Linked DNA regions of Danio rerio: region 2 is linked to region 1. Evidence: chromatin contacts called from public Hi-C data. All regions are on one chromosome and are shown on one strand. The core of a region is the stretch at or near the end of the contact, and the rest is flanking DNA. Distances in the headings are between cores, read along the strand shown.

What was found. Hi-C and Micro-C count contacts between places; a contact is called where the count stands out from the background.
Region 2: a contact with region 1 is called in a Hi-C map of embryo, with 1.8 times the contacts expected there. The contact joins the promoter of mrpl19 here to the enhancer-like site in region 1. A contact is called at or near these places in 3 of 18 Hi-C or Micro-C datasets (caudal fin, embryo and an unstated tissue) and 2 of 4 datasets of contacts at active chromatin or transcription factors (caudal fin and embryo).

The regions. Positions count from the first base shown.
Region 1 is chr20:28,042,756-28,049,689 of GRCz12tu, reverse strand. It overlaps itsn2a (intersectin 2a), which reads left to right. Exons shown (of 38, transcript NM_001144800.1): 20 at 1,078-1,150; 21 at 1,243-1,421; 22 at 1,930-2,035; 23 at 2,144-2,308; 24 at 2,928-2,961; 25 at 3,065-3,186; 26 at 4,012-4,108; 27 at 4,251-4,442. Among named protein-coding and RNA genes, the nearest start is that of fam228a, 20 kb to the right of the region's middle. Within about 2 kb of position 4,314, at least 6 of the 62 cell types and tissues checked have an H3K27ac peak or open chromatin away from gene starts, as enhancers often do.
Region 2 is chr20:28,117,373-28,124,306 of GRCz12tu, reverse strand. It overlaps mrpl19 (mitochondrial ribosomal protein L19), which reads left to right and starts at 3,324. Exons shown (of 6, transcript NM_001003544.2): 1 at 3,324-3,407; 2 at 3,589-3,700; 3 at 5,347-5,465; 4 at 5,576-5,710. The coding sequence starts at 3,332. It overlaps pfas (phosphoribosylformylglycinamidine synthase), which reads right to left and starts at 2,736. Exons shown (of 29, transcript NM_001045202.1): 1 at 2,658-2,736; 2 at 1,947-2,074; 3 at 275-407; 4 at 92-197; 5 at 1-5. The coding sequence starts at 2,070.

The DNA.
Region 1 (6,934 bases), core at 3,065-5,564:
GACAAAACATATTTTTGGCTAATGTCAGCAGGAAACAGGTAACATTTAAAAGCATATTTCCAGCCATATGGGAATACCTCAGTGATTAAGGGGATTACTTGTTACAAGCTCTTTGTGGTCAAATATTTTAAAGGACATTGTTATCGCAAGGACATTGACATTACATTTTCACCATGGTATTGAACAAAACAACCTGGGATTAGTTGTTTTATATGTCAGTAAATGGCCTTTGACTGGTCCTTGTCCAGTGAAAGTTATAAAATAATCCAGAACGGCTATGTGTCAGAAACCAATGAACAATAAACTGTTTTAATTTATTTCGATATTAGAAAAAAATGACATCACATTTAGGTAGGGCTGCACAATATACCTTTTCAGCATCGAAATCCCAATTTGCACATGTACGATAGTCACATTGCTTTGCAATGTTGAGTCTGATTTAAAGTTGACCAGGAGCTACAGAACACATGCAATTTGTACTGTTAAGTTTAACCATAATAGAGTGAAAGTTAATAATTTTCATGTTTTTAAAGCTTGTGACTGAGCATTTCAAGACAGTTTAAAAGATTTGGGCACAAACAAAGATGAAGTTTTAAGGTGTAAGAAAATATTAATTGTATTTAATTATTTATATGGGAAAAAAATATTTTTCTTACTTGTAATTTTTGTCTGCTAGTCCAGATATCTACATTTCAATTCAAAAACAAGATTATTTCAACTCTTAATTTTGATTTATTTTTTCTGAAGTTGAAAACAAAATATTTTTACTTGATGTAAGAATTTGAGATATTCTTTTCGAGAAGAAACGAGTCAAAGCAAAGTAAGAAAATCATTGAATTTCTGTACCTGGATATGGTTAGACTCCTCAGAAACTGTCAAAAAGAGCTATTCAAACTATCTTGCAAAACTGTATTTAAATCAAAATATTAATCGAAGAAAATTTTTCCTATATTGTGCAGCCCTACATTTAGGTTTGTTTTATAATTCTGTTGTTATTTACAAAAATAAACATTGCAATTATTGTTGGTAAATGAATGCCAAATAAATAAAATCCTTATGACCCCTTAACATTTACAGAATTCCTCGAGTGGACATAGAAGGACCAACACCGACACACACCCCAGTATCCACAAACACACAGCACTCACAGGTTTGCATGTGTAAATACACATGATCAGGGATTTTTTGGATTGTTAAAAGGAAAAATCCTCTTCTGATTATGTGTGTGTTTGTGTGCTGCAGGCTGTTGCTCTGTGTGAGTGGAGCGCTAAGACTGACAGTCACCTGGGCTTCTGCAAGGACGACATTATTACAGTTCTGGAGAAGCAGGAGAACTGGTGGTACGGAGAACTCAAGGAGAAACGGGGCTGGTTCCCCTGTTCACATGTCTCTGTGGTCACCACCAATAATACACAGAGCGAGTAAGAATATATATATATTTTTTTGTAGGCAATAAATATATCTTTGTAGTAATATAGCTGGAGACTAACACAGTGGGTGCCTTGAATTCAAAACCACATAAAAAACACCTCAAAAATGAATGTCTATTTAATGTCAGTTGACTATGTTGATGACGTAAAAACAACATAAAATTAATATTTAATAATGTTGTCAAAAACACGTCATAAACGCTAACAGAAGAGTTCTGAAATCGTTTTCTCACATGTTTTTTGTTAGATGTCTGTTTGATGTTGTTAGATGTCTGTTTTGACGTCAAGGTAGTTTACTTGCATTATAGGGACATAAAATCCAGTGTAAATTTGTAACTCAGAATTAAATCCTTTACATAAATACAACTTTTCTTTTATTAAATATATGAAAATAGGGCATCAATAATTGGATGTTAAGTGGATGTTAAAGTTTTAACGCCAAATTGATTTGCATTCTTGACATGTTTTTTGCATCATGCTTAATGTCAATATGATGTAGTTTTGACATGCCTGCTGGAAATCTTTTAAGTGTTTTGGTGTCTCTTTTAGGCCTCTGTATTCTAGCGTGGAGGAGATTGAAGTGTCAGACTCTGGTTTGCTTGATGGTGAGGACTCGATTTACATTATTATAGGACCATTTCTAGTCATGCAGATGAGATATTATGACATTAGATTGGATTTTATTGGTTTGTGTTTGTTTAATCCTGTTAGAGTATGTGGCTCTGTACACGTATGAGAGTCCGGAGTCAGGAGACCTGACGTTCAGTGCAGAGGATGTGGTTCTGGTTACAGAGAAAGAAGGAGAGTGGTGGAGAGGCTGTATTGGTGACCAGACCGGCCTTTTCCCCTCCAACTATGTTAAACCCAAAGAACCTGATGTATGAACATTCAAATCATTGAAACTATTATGCAATTTTAGTTATCGTTTGAATCTTATTTATTAATTAATTTACGGGTTTAATACTTTAATAAATGATGGTACTGGGTTTTCCAATTTGGCAGCTTAGTTCCTGCAAATGATCGTTTTAGACTGTAAAATATGATTTATTTATTTTTTATATTTTACATTTTTAAAGATTAAAGAAAAACCTGTATCGCATGATATTTCTCTAATTTTAATTTTACATTTTAAAAGAAACTGAGGGGTAAAAGCCGTTTTATATATATATATATATATATATATATATATATATATATATATATATATATATATATATATATATATATATATATATATATATATATATATACTGTATCTGCAAGTATATATATTTGAGAAATTATTGCTTTGTATACTTTTTTGCTTTATGTATGTTTGTGTTTATATATACATAATAATTGTACACAGTACACATATAATATGTAAATACTAACTTTTTAATTGCAATTAATCGTTTAAAATTGTTTCGAAATAAGTTGCTATGTTAAGCATTAATACAGTAGACATTTATGATGGCATGTAATGCTTTAATGCTCACTGCATTATTATTGTTTTAGACTGCCAGTTCTGCAGTTCCCAGTAAAAAGCCAGGTGAGATTTAAGAGCATTGTTACAATCACAGCAAAATAAAGATCACAGCGAGCTCTTTGACATTTGTAAACATGATTAATGTGTGCTTTTTATTGGTCTTCAGAAATTGCTCAGGTGACTACAGTCAGTCCTGCAACAACACCAGAGCAGCTGAGTCTGACACCTGGCCAGCTGATCGTGGTGCTGCATAAGAACTCAAACAGCTGGTGGCTTGGTGAACTACAGGTCAGCACATCACTTTACCTAACCGTATGTCTATTGTGCATTAAAGTGTTGTTGTACACTTAAATACAGTGTTTTATACTTGGTGCATTTAATTGTTGTGAATATATGCCATCTAGTGGAGAATTACATAGTGTGCCTTTACTAAACTGGTTAAATTATAACTTAAGTATATTTGTGTGAGTATTAAGTAACAGGTACAGTTGAAGTCAAAATTATTAGCCTTACTGTGATTTTTCTTTTCTTTTTTCTTTTTCAAATATTTCACAAATGAGATTTAACAGAGCAAGGAAGTATTTCCTATAAAAAATTGTCTTGTGGAGAAAGTCTTTTTGTTTTAATTATAATTGAAAAATAAAAATATAAGTAGTTTTTAATAATAATAAAAAAAAAAACATTTTAGGGTCAATATTTTTAGCCCTCTTAAGCAATATTTTTTCCATTGTCTACAGAACAAATCATCCTTATATAATGATTTACCTAATTACCCTAACTTGACTAATTAACCCAGTTAAACCTTTAAATTGCTCTTTAAACTGAATACTAATATCTTGATAAATATCCTGTGAAATATTATCTACTGTCATCATGGCAAAGAAATCAGTGATTAGAAATTAGTTATTAAAATTATTATTTTTAGAAATTAACCATTAAATTATTCTGTTCTGTTAAACAGACATTGTGGATAGCAATATACCGGGGGGATAATAATTAAGGAGGGATTATAATTCTGACTTCAACTGTATGTTTAGTGAGTAAAAAATATTATCGTAAGAATAATAACAATATAAGTCACTAGAGTTTTAAAAATAATGTCTGTGCTTGTAGGCACGGGGTAAGAAGCGTAAAAAGGGCTGGTTTCAATCTTCTAATGTCCGATTACTGGAGGCCAACAGCGGCAAAATAACACCTGCACCTCAACCATGTAAGACACACAAACACACTCACAGCACACTTTTTCATTCATGCTTTTGTGTGCAGTGGTGTCACTGTTGTTTTGCCTTCTCTGTCCCATTCTACTCCATCCATCCATTCTTCTCTCTGTTTTTCTCCTCTTCCCCCTGTAGTGTGTCAGGTTATTGCAATGTATGACTACAAAGCAGCCAATAAGGACGAGATGAGCTTCCAGAAAGGTCAGCTGATCACCGTACTGAACAAGGACAACCCTGACTGGTGGAAAGGAGAGGTCGCAGGGGTCACAGGGCTGTTTCCAACTAATTATGTGAAGATGACCACAGAATGTGATCCAAGCCAGCAATGTGAGTACTATTAGAGCTGCTTTATTAGTTTCAGTTCGAGTTCAGAAGTGTTTGTTTGTACAGTAGGCAGATTATGAGGATTGGAATAGGTTAATCAAAACTGAAATAAAAGAGTGTTGGCATGGAAGCCTGCTTCTCTCATACTGTAAACATTTTTCACTCACAGTTTAGTGAGATAAAAATGGACATTGTGAGATATAAACTTAAAATTCAGAGACATACAGTAAACACATAGTTGTGCAAAACAAAAATATTACATTTTTATATCTGTTTATGTCTGAAAATTCAGTTTTTTCCTCAGTTTTTTGAATTTACATCCACTCATGTGACTATTTTTCTCAGAATTGTGATTTTATTGTGAGTTCTTGGGCTTTCTTGCAATTCTTGACTGTATATCTCACAATTTTGACTCATATTTAGTGGGTGAGATGTTGAGAGAGATATATTTGGCTATAGTCTATCTTCTATCTATCTATCTATCTATCTATCTATCTATCTATCTATCTATCTATCTATCTATCTATCTATCTATCTATCTATCTATCTATCTATCTATCTATCTATCTATCTATCTATCTATCTATCTATCTATCTATCTATCTATCTATCTATCTATCTATCTATCTATCTATCTATCTATCTATCTATCGTTTTCTAATATGTACTCTCTATCCATTTCTTCATTATTCATTCTCCCCTCTGCCCTCATCTTCTGTCCTCCTTTCTTTTTTCTTGTCATTCGCCTCATTTGTGCTTTATTGTAGGATGATAGCTCTGGCCAATGCTTCCTCTTCCTCTCTTTTCTTGGCCAATCAGAACACAGCTCTGGTCCACGATGCAGCCTCAAGACTCAGCCTTGACTAGATTTCTTTGGATTTATCCCCTCCCCTTCAGCTTTTTCTGTTTAAACTATGCTAAAAATGAAAACAAACACATCTGTTTGTTTCCACTGGCTTTCAGACATATATATTGTTTTCTGTTAAGTTGGGACATTTTAGACGCCACTGCTTTTTTCTCTCATTTTTTTAAATGGGTAAAATAAAGGGAAATCTCATGAGATACTGAATTTTCCTTAAACATCTTTTAAAAATAATACTTCTCCATACTATGTAAAGTATTTTTCTATTTTAAAGTATAAATAGATATTTGCAGGAACTAAGCTGCCAAAATGGCTCCTTGGATTTCTGATGTAATAAAAAAGAACCTAGTACCTTTCGCAATTGTCTATTGTGTGTTCAGTAACTCGATCTGCCCATTATCAAAGTGGTAAGGAGAATGAAGATCAATATTACCAGTATCTCATACATACACACACACACACACACACACACACACACACACACACACACACATATTGGTATTGATAGTTTACAAGGATTCTCCATAGGCGTAATCAGTTCTTAATTTGTAAATGAATAATTCCTGGAACGGTCTTTGATTATTTTGTGCCATATAACGTTATAGGTCAGTTATGTAGCTACAAACATAAATTGTTTGAATAATTTCACTATTATGTGCAAAGTGAAAAAAAAAAAAAACAATTAAATGACTCACTTAGTCTTGAGATCGCTTTGCTTCTGTCTCACGCTATCCTGATCCAATTGCGCAGTTTCATCTTCTCAAGATCTTTAGATCAGGCTCATCAGATTTACTTGTGGTTTTAAAAAATGAAAGTATGCTTGACTGCCTCTTTTCCATTTTGAAAATACAAATATTATTTAGGTTGGCCACTATGCCATTAGTTAATTTCACTGCTCACTGCTTGCGAAACAATTACCAACCAATAAGAGTAATTATAAACATAAGTAAGCCGATTGGCTGAAAATATTGTTGAGGGTCTATAGCTATACGTGCCTTCTGCTTTAACATGCACATGGTGACTACCGTTATGTGTGTATGCACACAATCCACACAACCTTGGCTTGCACTCCTTCACATTCTCTCTCTCTCTCTTACGCACACACACACAGACACACACACACACGTAGGTATTAACCATGCACAAGTTAAAATAAATACCGGAACTCAGAACATGAATATCAGACTTCTCCTGGAACAGGATCCGGCAAGAAGCTTAAATTAAGCACTGGGTGTAATATATTTTATACTGTAATGCATCTAATTATATGACCCTAACCGTACCCTAAACCCAACCCCCACTGGAAACCTGTGTAAAATTTAGAATGTCAAATGACACCATTAAGTATGATTTTAAGCATTTTGAATTATAAGGACATCAGACATGTCCCTGTAAACCACCATAATAGAGAACAACTTTAGTCATAACCATGCCATCATACAAAAACTTGCCCTTGTAACCCACCAAAACCAGTACACATACACGCACACTTTATGAACATGCTAACATTTTAGATGGACCACAAAATAAAAAAAGTTTTAAAAAATAAACATTTGACATGGCTACTCTTGAATTACCCTTTTCGTCATTACTGTTCGTTACATCAGCACAATCGTATGTTGTAGATCACGAG
Region 2 (6,934 bases), core at 2,075-4,574, 76 kb before region 1:
TGGGGCTATATGGGGATGAAGAAATAAGAGCTTTTGATTAAAACAAGGGAAAAAACTGTAATGTAAGTCTATTTAAAGCTGCTCTCCTAACCTTGATGAGATGTCTGCGGGAGAGCTCGACTCTCGTCACCTGACTCAGACCTGCACTTTGGCAGATGGATACAGCATTGGTGGACCAAGCAGTGGAGAAGTTCAACCTACAGTGGTCAAGATATAATTGTGAAATAAGCTGTATAAAAATTTTCAGTGACATGCCATGATAATATGATGTTACCTGGGTCCAATCTCCACCAGTCTTGCTCCATGTTCTGCTTTTAGAGTGGGCTCCTCTAACAAACTGACAGAATATGGTGGACTAAACAACCAGCGCAAAATGTCTTTTTGTGCTACACTTAAAGAATCAGGACCTAAGAGAAAAAGAGGAGATACTGATGATGACAATGACAAAAAGAGAAAGTATCATATTCAGTTTTTTAATGCGACTGGCCCGACTACATATGCATTTTTAAGAGTTTTAGTTTCAGATGTAAACTTTATATAAGTTGGATGTATAAATACATTTTTAAAGGTTTACTCTAGTCAATGTTTTTGGTCTTTATGTCAACATTTAATGCCCCTAAAAAGTACAATCCAACTTATTTTGCATTTGAAATGCTTTGATAGCTGCTAAAGGAAAAGCAATGCAGAAACATGTCAAGAGTGTGCTGTAAAAATGTATTCTCCACTTGTGTTTATTTATTTGAACTGCCTGAGAATTAAGTTATCTTAACATATTAGCAAGCCATGTTATTATTAATATGCACTGCTTTTGGTAGATTATTATGGTCATTATAAAGGAGCTGATCTTTGTTTTGTGCAGTCAGTGTTAGTAGATCATCCACAGAGAATCCACTCTCGTCAAGAATTTTGTGAGATAGCATTTTTACTAAATATTGCTTAACTGAACTAGAAAATGACAAATGTTATCTGAGCTGCTTTTTTGTTTCATTTTCGTCAAAACGCTACAACTTTGATCCTATTATTAAATTGAACTAGGGCTGCATGACATTGGAAAAATCTAACATTGCATTCTTTTATTATTTTGCAAGATTTATTGCGATATGAATACAATTTTACCAGATGACTTAATATCTCTATTTGGAAAGAATTAACACTGTTAGATCGATTGGGGTGATTCTGCAGTGCGAGTGCATCTCCATAAAATCTAATAAGCAAATTATAAACATTTTAGGCTCCCCTGACACATTTTCATGGTGTCTGTGCTATTTGCAGTGCATTTCTGTTTTTGGAAGTGTTTTGAGTATGTGTTGCGAGTATTTTCATGCACATGTTTAGTCAGAGATTGATGAATTAATGTTTAGTATTTGCATCTCCATAAAATCTAATAAACAATCTATAAACATTTTGGGTCAACCGACACATTTTCGATGTGGTCTGTGCTATTTGCAGTGCATTTCTGTATTTAGAAGTGTCTTGAGTACTTTTATTGAACAGTATTCAAGTACAGTAACGAAATGATAAAAATAATTCAATAATATTATTCCTAGTTTAAGTCACAAATGGTACAATTTATTAAGCCTGAATGCTTTTTAAAGGTATTATACAATCACAGGCATTAAAAAAAACGCATGCAAATGATTAATTATAATATAAACTTAACATTTCATATCCTGCGATGTGACCATTGGGAATGATCACAATGTGATATTGATCCTGAAACAATCTATTGTGCAGCCCTAAATTGAACTGTATCAACACAGAACTGACGTACACTCAATAAAAACAGTAACATTATGCAGTGTGGTTTAATTAATAATACGAATTAAGCAGAATAATTTAGAAGTTTGAAGCTGCTTTGTAACAATCTATATTGCATAAAGCATTATTTAAATACAACTGTCAACATAGCCACAATAGTTTTTCCATTTTATATGATATTTTCATACCATCCAGCTCTACATTGTAGCAAAGCTCTGTTGTTATAATGACATCTGGATACAGCTGTGCAATCCTTCTTATGGCCCGAGCCTCTCCAGTCTCCTCTGTCCTGTAGAAGCGCACGACAGGCATGATCCTGAAGAAAGACAGAGAAAAAGCATTCATTTAATGCTCTGCAAACCTTTTCCCACTATGCTTACTGTACTTGTATAGCAGGTCCTGTATGTGTGTGCACTGGCTAAATATTTATTAAAATCTCAGCTAACTTTTCAAAGGAAAAACTTATATTGACTTACAAATGTAGTAATTACTAGATCCATAGAGACTTACAATTGCTGACTTCTATATGGAATGAGTTATCAATATGAACTAAGTCAGGGGTCAAACAAATAGTTTGGGTTGCATCAAGGCAGGCAAAAACAGTCTAGTAAGGGCCCGGGGTCACCAATTTAGTTAAAAAATAAAGGCATATACATTTTAATCTCTAAAATAAAGAAATAGTGACACAAACCCGTAAGCATTGTAAACAATACTATTATAATAAGTATTAATGTTAAATCAACAGTGTGGACGAGGTACAGCGAATTACTAACAACCCTTTAGGTGCATAAGTTACTATATCACAGCCACTTTAAATAAATACTGTAAGTTACAAGTAACTAAGCAAACAAAATAAGTTTAGAAGTTTGATGGTTAAAGTTAGTAAGCGAATATCTTACTTCTCTGTGGCTCAAGCAGTCCGCTGGTAGATTCGTCAGTGTTAGATAGTCCACTTTGTGATGGTGTTGTTGACCACCGCAGACAAGGCACACTGATCCACGTGCGTCTTCGGGCTAAACACGAACCTTCCGCCACAAGGATCTCCAAGGATCAGCCCCTCGGCGCATGCGCACAGTTTCATTGATTAAGCCCTAAAAAAACATCACCATTCACACCGTTTTAATATGCAATGCACTACGCTAACATCTAAACGCTACGCTAACTTATTTTACTAAAAAATAAGAATGAGATAAAAAATCGAGCAACATACTAAGATAAATAAATTCATATAAATGAATTAAACACATCGAATCAGTAAGAAAACAATTTAATTAAATAGGATTCAAACAATTAATAAAAACTATTTAATAATTTTAAAACAAATCACACTAAAATGAATAATACATATTTTATTACAAGTTAATAAATGTGTTAATAAATGAAATATATATAATTGATGAATACAAAAATAATCAACAATTATATTAAAATAATGTAATACTTCTTAGTCATATGCAGTAAACTTGTACTGTATTTTGGGTTCCCTTCATCCAGCCATTCACATTCTTCTTTATTGTGGCTAGACAGCCAATCAGAATGTTTCATGTTCACACTCCACTGTCAGAGGTCAAACATGGCGGCGTGCACAAGGAGGGCGAGAGAAATGATGGGCTTGTTACGATTTTTAAGAAATATACCTCAGACTGAGAGTATGTAACTATTACACATTACAAAGTTCATGTTGGTTGATAATAATAGAAGAATGCTAATGACGCTATACTTAAAAAAAACACCACCGACTCTGTGGTAGATTAAAGAGCATACAGATTGTTGTCTGTGCCTGATATTTAAACTAATTTCTACATAAAACATTCTATTGTTCATGTCTAGGGTTTTTGTCGACATCGGTAATGAGACACGCGTCAGATGGACCTTCAAAATTCATCCCTCCGACCAAACCCGTTTTCACAGACAAATCACAAGAAGAGGCATCAGTCCGGCGGTATGTACAATGTGGATATGATTATGCTTTGATTTGCACCATCCTGCTTCTTTAGGTGACACATAATTCATTAGAAATCGGAACATGACAGCCACTAAAACGCCGTTCAGTAGTATTACAGCAAATATGTAACAAAACAATCTTGTCAGATGTGTGGTTTAAGTCAAAGTCAGCTTTATTGTCAAATCAACTACATGTACAGGATATAAAGAGAATCGAAATTGCCTAGATGCCAAACGTGTAATATTAATGTAAAAAATAGAATTATTGTTGTTATTTTTTGAAACAAAAAATACAATTACAGATATATTATAATCTAAGAATATAAGTGAAAATAAACATTTGTAAACAATACAATTACACTTAAGGGCATATGACAAGGAGTGCAAACCAGAGTTGTGCATATGCAAACCCATATATAGTGCAAACTGAGAAATTGAGGTAAGAAACGGAGGTAAAGTTGGTTTTACATTTGCACATTCAGACTTTCATCTTAATATAATTTCAGAAAAGTATTCTGTGCAATTGGGTCATCATATTATCGACCATTTCCCTATACTGGGTTGCAGTGGGAAGGGCATCCACAGTGTAAAACATATGCTGGAATAGTTGGCTGTTATTTCCGCTGTGGCGATCTCTGAAATAGAGACTAAGCTGAAGAAAATAATTGAATGAATATTATCAGCCAATAATAATGAAAAGTATAACGTTGTTCACAGTCAGTTAAATAGTGCTAATGTTTTGAAGTCATTATTACATGCGGTTTCACACTAAATAATCAAAGTACCAAAGTAAACAATGTACGGACTGTTTCTTAAGTTGACATTGAACTAATATGTGTATCTTAATGTTCAAGAACAATACTTTCTTGACGAATATCTTGACAGAATAGTACTAATTTATAATACTAATTCAATGCAATTTAAAATATTTATACTTTGCCACTTGATTTTGTCCATTTGTCAGAATTTTTATCTTACCCATATTGTGATTTTTTTAATTTTTTTTATTTAAAGTTAGGTGAAACATTAGAAACATCACTTGCATTAATATTCATTTAGTCAATTTCTTTTTGGCATAGCCCCTTTATTAATCAGGGGTCGCCACAGCGAAATGAACCGCCAACTCATCCAGCATATGATTTACACAGCGAATGTCCTTCCAGATGCAACCCAGTACTGGGAAACAATCACACACACTTGCATTCAAACACATACACTATGGCCAATTTAGCTTATTCAGTTCACCTATAGCGCATGTCTTTGCACCGTGGGGGAAACCGGAACACTTGGAGAAAAACCCACACAAACGTGTGGAGAACATGCAAACTCCACACAGAAATGCCAACTGACCCAGCCAGGGTTCAATCCAGTGACCTTCTTGCTGTAAGGCAACAGTGCTTTCCACTGAACCACTGTATCACCTAATATGCATTTACTATATTACTATTTTTGATTTACTATAATCATACATTTAATCAATATAATATTAATTAAAAAAATATGCAAATGTTGCCTCTTATGGATATTACTGTCAGTTGTGTAATGTATGATTCACACGTTTAGCTACTTTGGTCTTTCACTTTTTAACATTAAAACTGAACTGCATGTGAGTAGCATTTTTCAATGTGCTTTCATTTATTTTAGGGTTTTAAGTCCAGAGTTCATCCCTCCTCGCCAGCGCACTGACCAAATCAAGTTTTATATAGAACGGAAAGATATGATACAGAGGAGGAAAGTTTTGCAGATTCCAGAGTTTTACGTTGGTAAGAAATGCAGACTACTCTAGCTCTGTATGTGCTGCTAGAAAGATAAAAATACTGGAAAAAATAAATCTTCCTTTATAAACTGCATTTCTCTTTACTGTTTCATGTAGGCAGCATTTTAGCAGTGACCATGACAGATCCTTACGCGAGCGGGAACCTGAATCGCTTTGTTGGAATCTGCACTCAGCGCTCTGGAAAAGGATTGGGTGCTACTTTTATACTTAGGAATGTCATCGATGGGCAAGGTAAACAAACAAAAACTTTTTTTAATTTCAGTTTGTTTCATTATGGGTGTGTCTGGAAGCTTAGTTTTGGACAGACTGCTAAAGCAGCATAACATTTTAATTATGTAGAACAAAATAAAGCTTTAGTGATTACTTTTATTATTTAAATTACACAACACTAACATCACGCTAGAAACAACATCAAAAGTGGGAAAGGTTGGTCAAAAACTTACACACAAAATGACGTCTGAAGACAATCAGATGAAGGAATCTCAGCAGACAAGAAGTGATGCCAGATTAGCATTTAGGCACACCTTAGTGCTTTCCAATCTTGGAATGAATCCTGCTTTCAGATGCAGCCCATAAGTTCTAAAGCGCTGAAATGTTGAGTCAATATAATCGAATTTTGATAACTGTAAATTTGATAAATTATTAAATTACCAGGAAATTCACTTTACAATAGTGAATACTGGACTTCAATGGAGAAATTACAAATGAAAGTAAATGGTAAACAGAGAGTAGTTAGTTAGTTAATTTAGACTTTATAAATAAAATAAAGGGGAAATTCACATCACAGCAAAGCTCACCATAAAATAAAAATGAATAATTTTGCAATGCAGAAGTACTCGTTTTTGCTATTTGTTTTAGAACTTCCGATCCAGTTGCTTATGGGAAAAATGACTAGAAATAATAAATGGCAGAAAACAGTCAAACTACTTGCTCTGCAAACAAGTGTTCGCATGACGATACAGACAAAGCAGAATAATATAATAAGAAAATAACACTTTGCAACATAAAGCAGCAGAATGAGCTGTTTTTAATGTCTAAAAATTAATGGAAGTGAATGTGACCACAAGTCTCAAGTCAAATAGATTTAAATGGCTGCTCTCGTTCCTACGCGAAGAATAAGGCGAATAAGAAAAACGCAGAGTAAGCTGCTTTGGCACACAAGCTGTTCTAAATATGAGCAAATGTACCTAAAAAAAGCACAACAAACTACAAACATGAAGTAATGCAAACATAAGTGAACAAATCCTAAATGCAGAGATGCATGTTTAAATTCCTTAAAGCTGCAATAAAGCCCATAAAGCTTTTTATTTGTTGTTTGTTCATTTTCAGCTGCAAAACTGTGTGTGTGTGTGTGTGTGTGTGTGTGTGTGTGTGTGTGTGTGTGTGTGTGTGTGTGTGTGTGTGTGTGTGTGTGTGTGTGTGTGTGTGTGTGTGTGTGTGTGTGTGTGTGTGTGT